Linked DNA regions of Mus musculus: all the other regions are linked to region 2. The links are chromatin contacts, called in public promoter capture Hi-C maps. All regions are on one chromosome and are shown on one strand. The core of a region is the stretch at or near the end of the contact, and the rest is flanking DNA. Distances in the headings are between cores, read along the strand shown.

Evidence for each region. Promoter capture Hi-C pulls out the DNA fragments that hold promoters and counts their contacts.
Region 1: a promoter capture Hi-C map of the HPC-7 cell line shows a contact between it and region 2. The contact joins the promoter of Cep295nl here to the promoter of BC018473 in region 2. A contact is called at or near these places in 3 of 39 promoter capture datasets (the HPC-7 cell line, HPC-7-derived erythroid cells, liver and 1 more), 1 of 115 datasets of contacts at active chromatin or transcription factors (pancreatic cancer cells) and 1 of 9 other capture datasets (embryonic stem cells).
Region 3: a contact with region 2 is called in a promoter capture Hi-C map of embryonic stem cells, with 2.8 times the contacts expected there. The contact joins the promoter of C1qtnf1 here to the promoter of BC018473 in region 2. A contact is called at or near these places in 2 of 39 promoter capture datasets (the HPC-7 cell line and embryonic stem cells).

What each region holds. Positions count from the first base shown.
Region 1 is chr11:118,341,282-118,344,264 of GRCm38.p6, reverse strand. It overlaps Cep295nl (CEP295 N-terminal like), which reads left to right and starts at 1,731. Exons shown (of 3, transcript NM_021440.2): 1 at 1,731-1,952; 2 at 2,592-2,688. All of the region lies in intron 1 of Timp2 (tissue inhibitor of metalloproteinase 2), which reads left to right.
Region 2 is chr11:116,750,616-116,753,443 of GRCm38.p6, reverse strand. It overlaps BC018473 (cDNA sequence BC018473), which reads right to left and starts at 1,277. Exons shown (of 4, transcript NR_003364.1): 1 at 858-1,277. It also overlaps Gm11735.
Region 3 is chr11:118,426,811-118,430,089 of GRCm38.p6, reverse strand. C1qtnf1 (C1q and tumor necrosis factor related protein 1) reads right to left here and starts at 1,633. Exons shown (of 4, transcript NM_001204129.1): 1 at 1,522-1,633. It overlaps Gm35598 (a long non-coding RNA gene), which reads left to right and starts at 1,729. Exons shown (of 3, transcript XR_880340.2): 1 at 1,729-1,956.

The DNA of each region.
Region 1 (2,983 bases), core at 482-2,981, 1.6 Mb before region 2:
TAAGACCCGGGGGCTCATTGGTTAGGCAGGGTTGGCTGTCCAGTGACTCCCATGAGATTCACTTCTTGTCTGAACCGTCTCAGCCCAGGGATTGCAAGCATGAGCCTCCAAACCCCCAACCCACCCCAGTTTGATGCTGAAGGTCAAACTTAGGTCCTCATGCCAACTCAGCAAGCACTTTCTCAGACTGAGCCAGCACCTCTCCAGCTTGCTGGTTGGATTAATATAGAGCTTGGGGTCTCTGGGAACAGCAAGGGAGGTGTCAGGAGAGCCAAGAAGGCCAGGGCCAGGGGTGGCAGCATCACCTTCATTCCAGAACAGACCCAGTGAGAACAATCATGGAAACCGAGAGCACTGAGCCTGCTGGGGCAGGCTGAAAGAGCCACCTGGCAAAAGTGCCAGCATATTCTAGAAGCCTCTCTCCAGGGACTTTTCTCTTGCTGAAGGTTTGATGTAAGACCAGGAAGAAGAAGATGAAAGAGACAGAAAGATCAACCCCAGGGCTCTGTTTGTGAGTTCTCCAGAGAAACAGAATCAACAGAGAGAAGGCCCGGGCTTTGGAGTGGGAATGGGGCTCCCACAGTTTGAAAGAGCCCACACTGGTATCTGCAGACCAGAAAGCAGTGGTGTGATTTCATCTGTGAGTGGGGGTGGATAGTCTCTAGAGAGCAAAGGACAAGGGACCAGGAGGAGCCCAGATGGCTGGAGACAACAGATATTCATTCACACCCGACATCGTCTGGATCCCCAAGCTTGGACACCCGTAGCCCAAGCAGTATGATTCAAAGTTAATCCCATGCAGAAACACCTCCACATTTACCAGCTCGCTGGGTGTCCCTTAGTTCATTAACCAGCTGAGTATTCCCCGGTTCAGTCAAGTTGACACAGAAAATAAACCATCACAAGAGTGTGAGAAAGGGGACCGGAAAAACAGAGGCGGCTTTCGTGGAGAAAGTTCCTCGTGTGGGGATAACGCATATGCTGGTCCAAGTCAGTGGGCAGTGGCTTTTCCAGGGGCTCATTCCATCCGGCCACAGCCTTTGGTTCCAGGTTCAGCTCCTCTCATCTTGCGTTCTCCACAGCTCGGCCTGCCCTGCCCTTTACTTTTCCTCGATAGGAGGAACTTTAAGCTTGACTCTTTACGAAGCCACCTTCCCCAAAGTAAACCCTCAGTGGTCTTACTTTTAGAGGATGCTCCAGCACAGTCAAGGATGTCTAGCTTTGAGGTCTAAGGAGGTTTAAGAATGAACGAGGAGCCGGAGCTAGGATTCTTTCTTCTCCTGCCTCAGTCAGCTTCTCAGAGCTGTTGGGAAGTAGCCCATACCCTCTGCCCGAGTCCAGCCAGCTGCTGTCTCTGCACGAAGAGGGATGGGAAGCGCCTGTCCTTGAGATCTTTACGTATGTTTGTCCTCTTAATGTTCTGACAGCTGGGGTGGGAGAGCACAGCCTGAGGAGGTCGTGATGCTGCCAGTCTGAGGGGAGGGAGCACTCCTCCAGGCTGTGGCTGTGAACTGAGGCTTTCTACATTGCTCATCAACACCTCTTCAAACAGACTGCTTTCAAAAAGCTCACAGTCCCTGCCACTTGAGACAAATCTCTGATTGCTTTTCTCACCTGGAAACTTGTCCTCTGGCTGGCCTGTCTCTGTATCTGACCTCACCCCTGAGGTGATGTCACAGCACCACAGCTCTGCTGTTCCCATGGCAACAGCCTCCCTTGGTTAACCAGACAGGGCAGACAGGGCTGCTGGCAGAGGTGGGGAGTGGTAATTCCACCTAACCTGGGTCAGTGACCCCTGAAACCCCACTTGGACCACCTTAGGACAAGATTGCGGTGTCTGCCCCTTCTCCGCTGGGAGGGGGGGTCTTTTGTGCCGGCTGTTGGGGGAGAACGTGTGACCAGGCCACGTGACCTGATGCAGATTTAAAAGTCCGTCTTACCAGCAAGAATAGGTGCTGACAGCGGGGGGCTGGGGGTGGGAAGACAAGATGCTCTGAGGAGTGGGAGGTGTCATGACATTAAGAATGGCAGCTGGGTGCCCCTGAGCTGGCTAGGGACTTGGAAAGGTGGTGAACACCACCCCTATATTTAGTAAGGCCCCACCTGCATCAGCCACAAGTGCCCCTCTTGATTGGTGGATGCCTGAACCCTGAGGTCAGAGGGCAGCTTACCACAAGGTCTGTCTGCGGGGATCTGAGCTTGTTCCTCACCCCCTCAACTGGCTGCCCTGCTCTCCTGGTAGAGCATGGGGGAATGGTCAGATGTCCGCGTGTAGCCCCACCCCCAGAATCTGGGTGAGAAAGGGGCTGTGAGCTTGGCTAAGACATACTTTGCCACGCCTTCCCCAGGAGAGATTCTGACACCACTTCAAAAAAAACAAAAAACAAAAACGCAGCCCAGCGCCTTTAGGAATGACCTTTCTCTGGAACTTAGCTGAGGGAGGAGGGGCCAGAAACGGGCCATGAGGCCGCGTACTGTGTCGTAGAGTATAGAGAAATGGGGTTAGAAACATCTCTGATGTTTATTTCACCTGGGCTTGGCTTGGATGCCTCCAGTGATGGGTGTCTCATTGCCTACCCAATGATTTTAAGACAGCTCCATAGAAAGTGCCTCCTTTCACCCGGCCAGCCTTTGCCTCCCTGTAATGTGTCCTCATTGGCCTGGCTCAGTCATCTGGAGACGCATACCGTAAGTACCACCCTCTCCCCACATAACTGGCCGAGCATCTGGGTGGTCCTCACAGCGATGGGAGAAACTGCTGTCACTCACTTCACAGATGAGGGGCTGAGATAGCATTGATCACCACCTCTCTCTGGGCGCACAGTGTACCACCTGCCCTCCTCCCAGATCCTCCAGCCCTGCAGAGGTTTCTGCCTTTTGTCATTGTCCTGAGATCTTGCTAGCATTCCTGGCCTCTTCTCTCCTTTCTCAGAACCATCTGGGAAGAAACTCTTTGCATGTCCGACTCTCCCTTGCTCTGCTG
Region 2 (2,828 bases), core at 28-2,527:
ATAGAGGTCAAGAGGCTGTTTTAAACCATGAAAGGGTCCTCATCTCGGGGCCCATGGGAGGGTCCTCATCTCGGGGCCATGGGGAGTGTCCACACCTTACATAGAGTTAAGGTGGGGACTCTGCCAGAAGTGGTCTTCCTCACTAAGATCTCTTCAATATCTGGAACCGGTCCTGGTGTAATGGGGACTTGGGAAGAAGGAGTTAGAGGTGGAGCTCCACGACAGGGATAGCAGAAGTAGGAAGAGATCCATGAGTCGTGTGAAAGGTTGGGCAATGGAGGGGACAATGTTAGTGAGGAGGTGTGTCCTTGTCCATGGAGGGGAGACCAGGAATCTCCCTCTCATCCCTCTGAGACTTGGGTCTGAGGGGGAGGACTTAAGAGGCGCTGCTCGACTCCAGCAAGAGAGAGTTGAGCCATTCAAGTAGCTCTTCCACAAGACATCACCAAGCCTTGAAGTAGGAGCCTTGGCCAGAATGTCCTTATCATGCAAAGTTGACAGCCTGTGTGCAGTAAACCACAGTTAAATTGAAAGTACCCCCTGGGCACCAGTCTATCCTGAAGGTGGGCCGTTTGAGATGACAGAATGTCACAAGATTGTCAGGGTAGACTTTATTACCAGATGGAGAAGTTTCTTCTAAAATTCCTTAAAATGATGAAGAAGCTCAAGAGAGGACTGGGTGGCGAATTGCTTCTGTTCTGTCTTAGAATCCAGGACCAAGAAGACACAGACAGTGAACAGAGAAATGAATGTAAGACCAGACACTAACAAACACAGAATGTCTAAATGTGACAAAGGGACTGATAGAAGAAACAGACAAACGAGACACCCCCCTCCCCCATCAAAACCAGACTCACCTCCAGTGTTTCCCCTGAAGTTGCCAATTCAAAAAATTGCACTTCTGTATCAGGGCTCTGGATCCTGGACAAACCCCCAAAATGTTGGTGTGCGATGGTGCGGAGAGTCTGGTGAAAATCCAACAACAGGAACACACCAAGTTGTTGTTGTTGTTGTTGTTCTTTAACCAGAGAAACTTTGTTGATTTGAACAGCAAACTGAGCAGTCAGGGATACAACACAGATGCAGCTGCTGCCACTGCAACCCTTACTCTTCTGGGGGAGCAGGTTTTGAACTCAAAAACCACAATCAACGTGTGTAAGACAGCATCATGAGATGGAAACTCACAAGCAGGTGGACCATCTAAGATTACACAAGAGGAAACACTGTCAGGGAGGTTTCTTAATAATGGGTTTCCAGGCCAGGTGGGGGTGCAGACTTTAATCTGCACCCGGGAGGCAGAGGCGGGCGCATCGCTGTGAGTTGGAGACCAGGGTGATATACAGAGTGAGGTCCAGGACAGCCTGAGCTAAAAAAAAAAAAAAACAACAACAACAACAAAGTTTACTAGTCATGGGTTTTGCAGTTGGAATGCAGGGGAAAGAAAGAAAAAGTGAAAGGAATGATGGAATGATGGAAGGAAGGAAGGAAGGAAGGAAGGAAGGAAGGAAGGAAGGAAGGAAGGAAGAAAACACATCTGTGTTCCTAGCTTGACCTTAAATGGTGTTGAGGCCTCAGCAAATGTCGGTGGATACAGATACTGAAAGTCTCATTAAGCTTCTGTCATGTGCAGTCTTTCAGATTCATTGTGAACTCAGCGTGGTCTCCACACCCGTGCAAGGCAGAGAGGACTGGCAGCCAGGGTCCTCTTCAGAGAGCATGGTGATATCTGAACTGAGGACATCACCCCTCCAAGGTGTGGTTGAACAGGAAGTTTGTGTTATAGATATAATAAAGAGTACAGCCAGGGGCATCTGAATGAGTGTAGAATGCACGGGGGGGGGGGGGGGTAGGCGGGAAGTAGATTTAACATGAACAGTAGGCTGGACTTGGCCATGAGAGGAGAAAGAGAGAAAGAGAAAGGACGACAGAGAGAGTGCTGTGGGGCTGGAGGGCCGTGGAACCTGGGAGCAGGTAACACCCTGGAGAAAGAGTGGGGTCAGGGCATGTTGAAACCCTGGAAATTCCGTCCTAAGATTTGCAGGAGTCGGGTCATCCCCTCTGCGCCCCACCCCACTCTGAGCCTGCATATTCCAGCACAGGTAGCCCTGCTCCCCAACCTTTGCCCCCCAGAGGAGGTCATAGAGCCTAGTAGCCAGGTTAAACTAATTCTCCCCTTAATAATGTCCTGTCCTGCAGCGCCTGGAATTTCTTCTTATTCCAATCAGTCATCCCGCATACCCTGGCCACACCCAGTGATGTACACTCACCCAGGATCCCTACCCATCCTCTAAAGGTTTACATAGCGATTGTTTCCACCATGAAATAAGCTGGCTCACCGAAGCTGTCTCCCCAGTGTCATATTCATTGTGCTCAGAGATACTGAGGTCTCCTAGACTCCTAGCCTTTCACACCTTGCTTCCCCTTTCAGGATCAGCCAGTCACCCACCATGGGTGAAGAAGTAGAGCCTGAAAGGCAATGTGCAGGCTAAAACCAGAGAAAACAAACAACCAAAACCCGAAAACAAAACAAAACAAGGGAGAGAGACAAGAGTGAGGTTGTTGAGAAAGAGAATCTGGAGAATGGGAGACACAGGAGCTGCAGAAGTATAGTGTATCTCAGTGCATCTCCACCCTCTCAGCCCCTCACCCTCCCTATCCCCCTAATCCACTCCACCTCCATCATCCCCCGCACCCATCCCCTGGGCCCCTTTGAGAACTGCTGAGAAGAGCCAATGTCCCAGCATGGATGTGGTAGTATATACTTGTGAGACTTGGCGAGCCAGAAGGAGGCCAGCATCTGCCCTTTTCTAGGTTAATAGGCACAACAT
Region 3 (3,279 bases), core at 384-2,883, 1.7 Mb before region 2:
AGAGCTGTGAGACACAGGGGGCACCGAGGTTCCCTTGTTCTCAGCCCTCTGGTTCCCTCTGCAGGTTTCCCTCCTCTCCAGTGAGCACTGGAGGGGCCTGGTAGAGAATACACAACTCCTCTCACACTCCTGTGCAGGCAGCACACAGTTGTTGCACTATAAAAAGCAGAGTCGGCAGTTTCTAAGGACGTCACTCACTCCCAGGGGGATCCCAATGACATTTCTCAGTTTTTCCTTTTTTTTTTTTTTTCATTGTTGTTTTCCTTTTCATTTGGTTACTTTGAAACTGCATCTCACTCTATTTTCCTTTGGTTACTTTGAAACTGCATCTCACTCTATTTTCCTTTGGTTACTTTGAAACTGCATCTCACTCATGGTCTCTGTCAGACCATGCTGTCTGGCTCAGGATGGCTCAGGCTAGGCTCAGGCTAGCCGCAGCCTTTCTGCCTCACAGTCTTGAGCCAACATATTCCGTGAAAATTAAAGTTGGTATTTGGTTGTGGCTGTTTCCAGTACTGGAGAAGCAACCCCTGACCTTTCACACGCTAGGCACTACACACCCTGCGTCTGATCCACATGCCGAACCCTGTTGTCAAAGCTGAAGAATCATGTTCTGTGGTCTCCATTCCAAGAAACAGGTCACAGGAACAGAAGGAGTCGGAGAGGCAGCTCCCTCTCACCCTTCCCAGAGACAAGGGTGGAGCCAGGAGTAGCTGGATGGGAGGAGGCTCTCCAGGGCAGGGAGCAGCCTGGGTGGGTGCATGAATAGATGGGGTGGGACTCAGGTTAACCTGTAAGTTACATCTTCACCCACAGAGATGCCCAGACTTGTGAGTCTAGGTGGACACAGGCTGAACAAAGGTCCTGGGGCATCTTAGAGTCTGCAGCCAGCCCTAGCTCAGGGCTACTCTTAGCACCATAGGCAGCTTTTTTCCTTCCCAGGAAGGTCCAAGGAGAAGGGATATTTGTTTTTTCCTGCCCAAACTGGATGTCCTCCAGGAACAGCGAGGCTGTTAGAAGAAGGGGCCAGAGTCCACACTTCCTGTTCAGTGTTGGGGTTCCAGCTGACCACTGACAGATGGGACAGACCTGATCCTAGCTGTCCCAGGTGATACGGACAGGCATGGGGTGGCACAAGCTGGGAACAGAGCTGCTCTTTCTCCTTCCACACCCTCTAAAGAGCATCCGGGTAAAAGAGAGACACCCCACAAAACAGTGGAAGAATGCATAGTTGGTCCTGTCAGCATCCTACCCGCTAAAGAGCCCGCCCCCTGCACGCTCCAGGGAGCCCCAACAAGCTGCCTCTCTGCACAGCCAATCTGTGCAGGGGGAATTAGCAAGAATAACTCAATGCTGTCCCCAAAACTTCTGCCCTGCTCTGTCTGCCCCTTTGCTGTAAGTCCACATCACATCTCACTCCAGAGAAAGCGTCTACTCAGTCACGCCTGGGCACCCAGATGAAGCCACGAAGACGGAGCTCAGAGGCATGGGAGTCCTTCCCGGTCTGTCCAAGCCACCTACCTCCTTCCAGCTGAGCCGGCTGTGCAATGAAATCCTCCAGCCTCTCAGGGCTCTCGGGGAGGCGTCTCTTAGAGCATCTCCCAGGGGCTGAGCCTTCTAGGCTAGGTCAGGAGGGGAAGCACAGACGTGTCAAAGCAGAGAGAGAGAGAGGGAGGGAGGGAGAGAGAGAGAGAGAGAGAGAGAGAGAGAGAGAGAGAGAGAGAGAGAGAGAGAGAGAGAGAGAGAGAGAGAGCCCGAGGGAGAAAAAAGTCCCCCAGGGGGAAACACTTAAGGAGGAGGAAAGGGGGAGGTGCAAGGCACAGCAGTCCCAACACCTTTATCTCCTCAGCTGCCTCCAAGGTCTCTTTGGCCAGAAACGGAAACGTGGTTTCTCTCAGAAGTAGAGGAAGAGAGGAAGAAAGAGGGACCAATACAAAGCGCCAACCCCAGCCAGATGTGAGTTGTGGAGGAGCCTAGACCGCTCCTAGTGCTTTCTATCCAAACAGCAGCCGCCAAGAATTAACTGTGTGTGTGCCCGGCTGGCTGGCTGGCTGACTGGCTGTCCCTACTTCTGGACGCCCCAGGGAGCTGGCACAGGCTAGAAGGGGATGGAGGTGGACGCTTCTGTTTATCTAGAGGTCTTTCCAGATGTGAAGGTGGCTGTGAGCCCAGGACGAGGATATTCCATGCAGGACAGAGACCTGCAAAAAGGCAGAGAATCTCAATTGGTGGTAGGAGCATTGATTTAGGTGTGTGAGTCCCAGCAGTGGTCCCATCTGAGACCCTTGCCATCAGGGCTACTTGTACTCCAGGGACCGAGGGTAAATTTGGTATCCATGATTCCTTTGTAGCAAAATGGCAGGTTGTGTGTTCATGCAAGTATGTATTGGAAGGGGATCACTCAGTTGCTAAGAGTCTAGAGAACCCTATGAGGCAAAGGTGGGCAGGCAGCATCTGGAGGGTCCAGGTCCTCCAGTGAAGCCCTGGAGTGTGGTGCTGGGCCAGCACTCTGCTCTGGACATTCCTTAATCTTACACACATGCCCTCGTGAGTCTCCTCCTGTGGGGATCATGTCCCAGGCTTCTACAGATCAGTCCCTCCTAGCCTCCATCCCCAAACACTGAGTCAGAAAGCTTGCTCTGGGATCTTATTACAACTCTAAAAGAGAGAGGATCTGAACTGAGATATGAAACTACCCTGGTGACATCAGACTCTGAGAGCGCCTTCTCCCTCCCCCTCCCTCTCCCCCTCTCTCCCCCCTTCTCCCCCTCTTCCTCTCCCCTTTCTTTTCTCCTCCCTCTCCCCCTTTCTCCCTCCTCCCTCTTTCTCTCCCCCCATCTCCCCCCCTTCTCCCTTCCCCTTCTCTCCCTCTCTCCATTTTTCTCCCTTTACCCCTTCCTCTCTCCTCTTTTTCTCCCTCCCTCTTTCCTTCCCCTCTCTGCCTCCCCTCCCCACCCTTCCTCCCCCTCCCACCCCTCCTTTCCTCCCTCCTCTCTCTAGGCAGGAGATGCTGGTTTGGGATAGCCCAGGCAAAACAAACAGGCTGCACTTTTCTACTCTTTGCTGTGCCAGCATAAAGAAGGGCCAACAGAATCGAAAGGGGAAGAGAAGGGGTGCAAGCCAGTGCCCCCATCATCTCCTCCCAAGGCTGGGCATAGAAAGGCAGACGTCAAATCCCAGAATGGCCCAGGATGGAAGGAGAAGAGGGAGGATTTGACGTCAGGCAGAAGTCTGTGAATTCCCACAGGCTTCTCCAGAAATTCCAAATCCAAGTGCCAA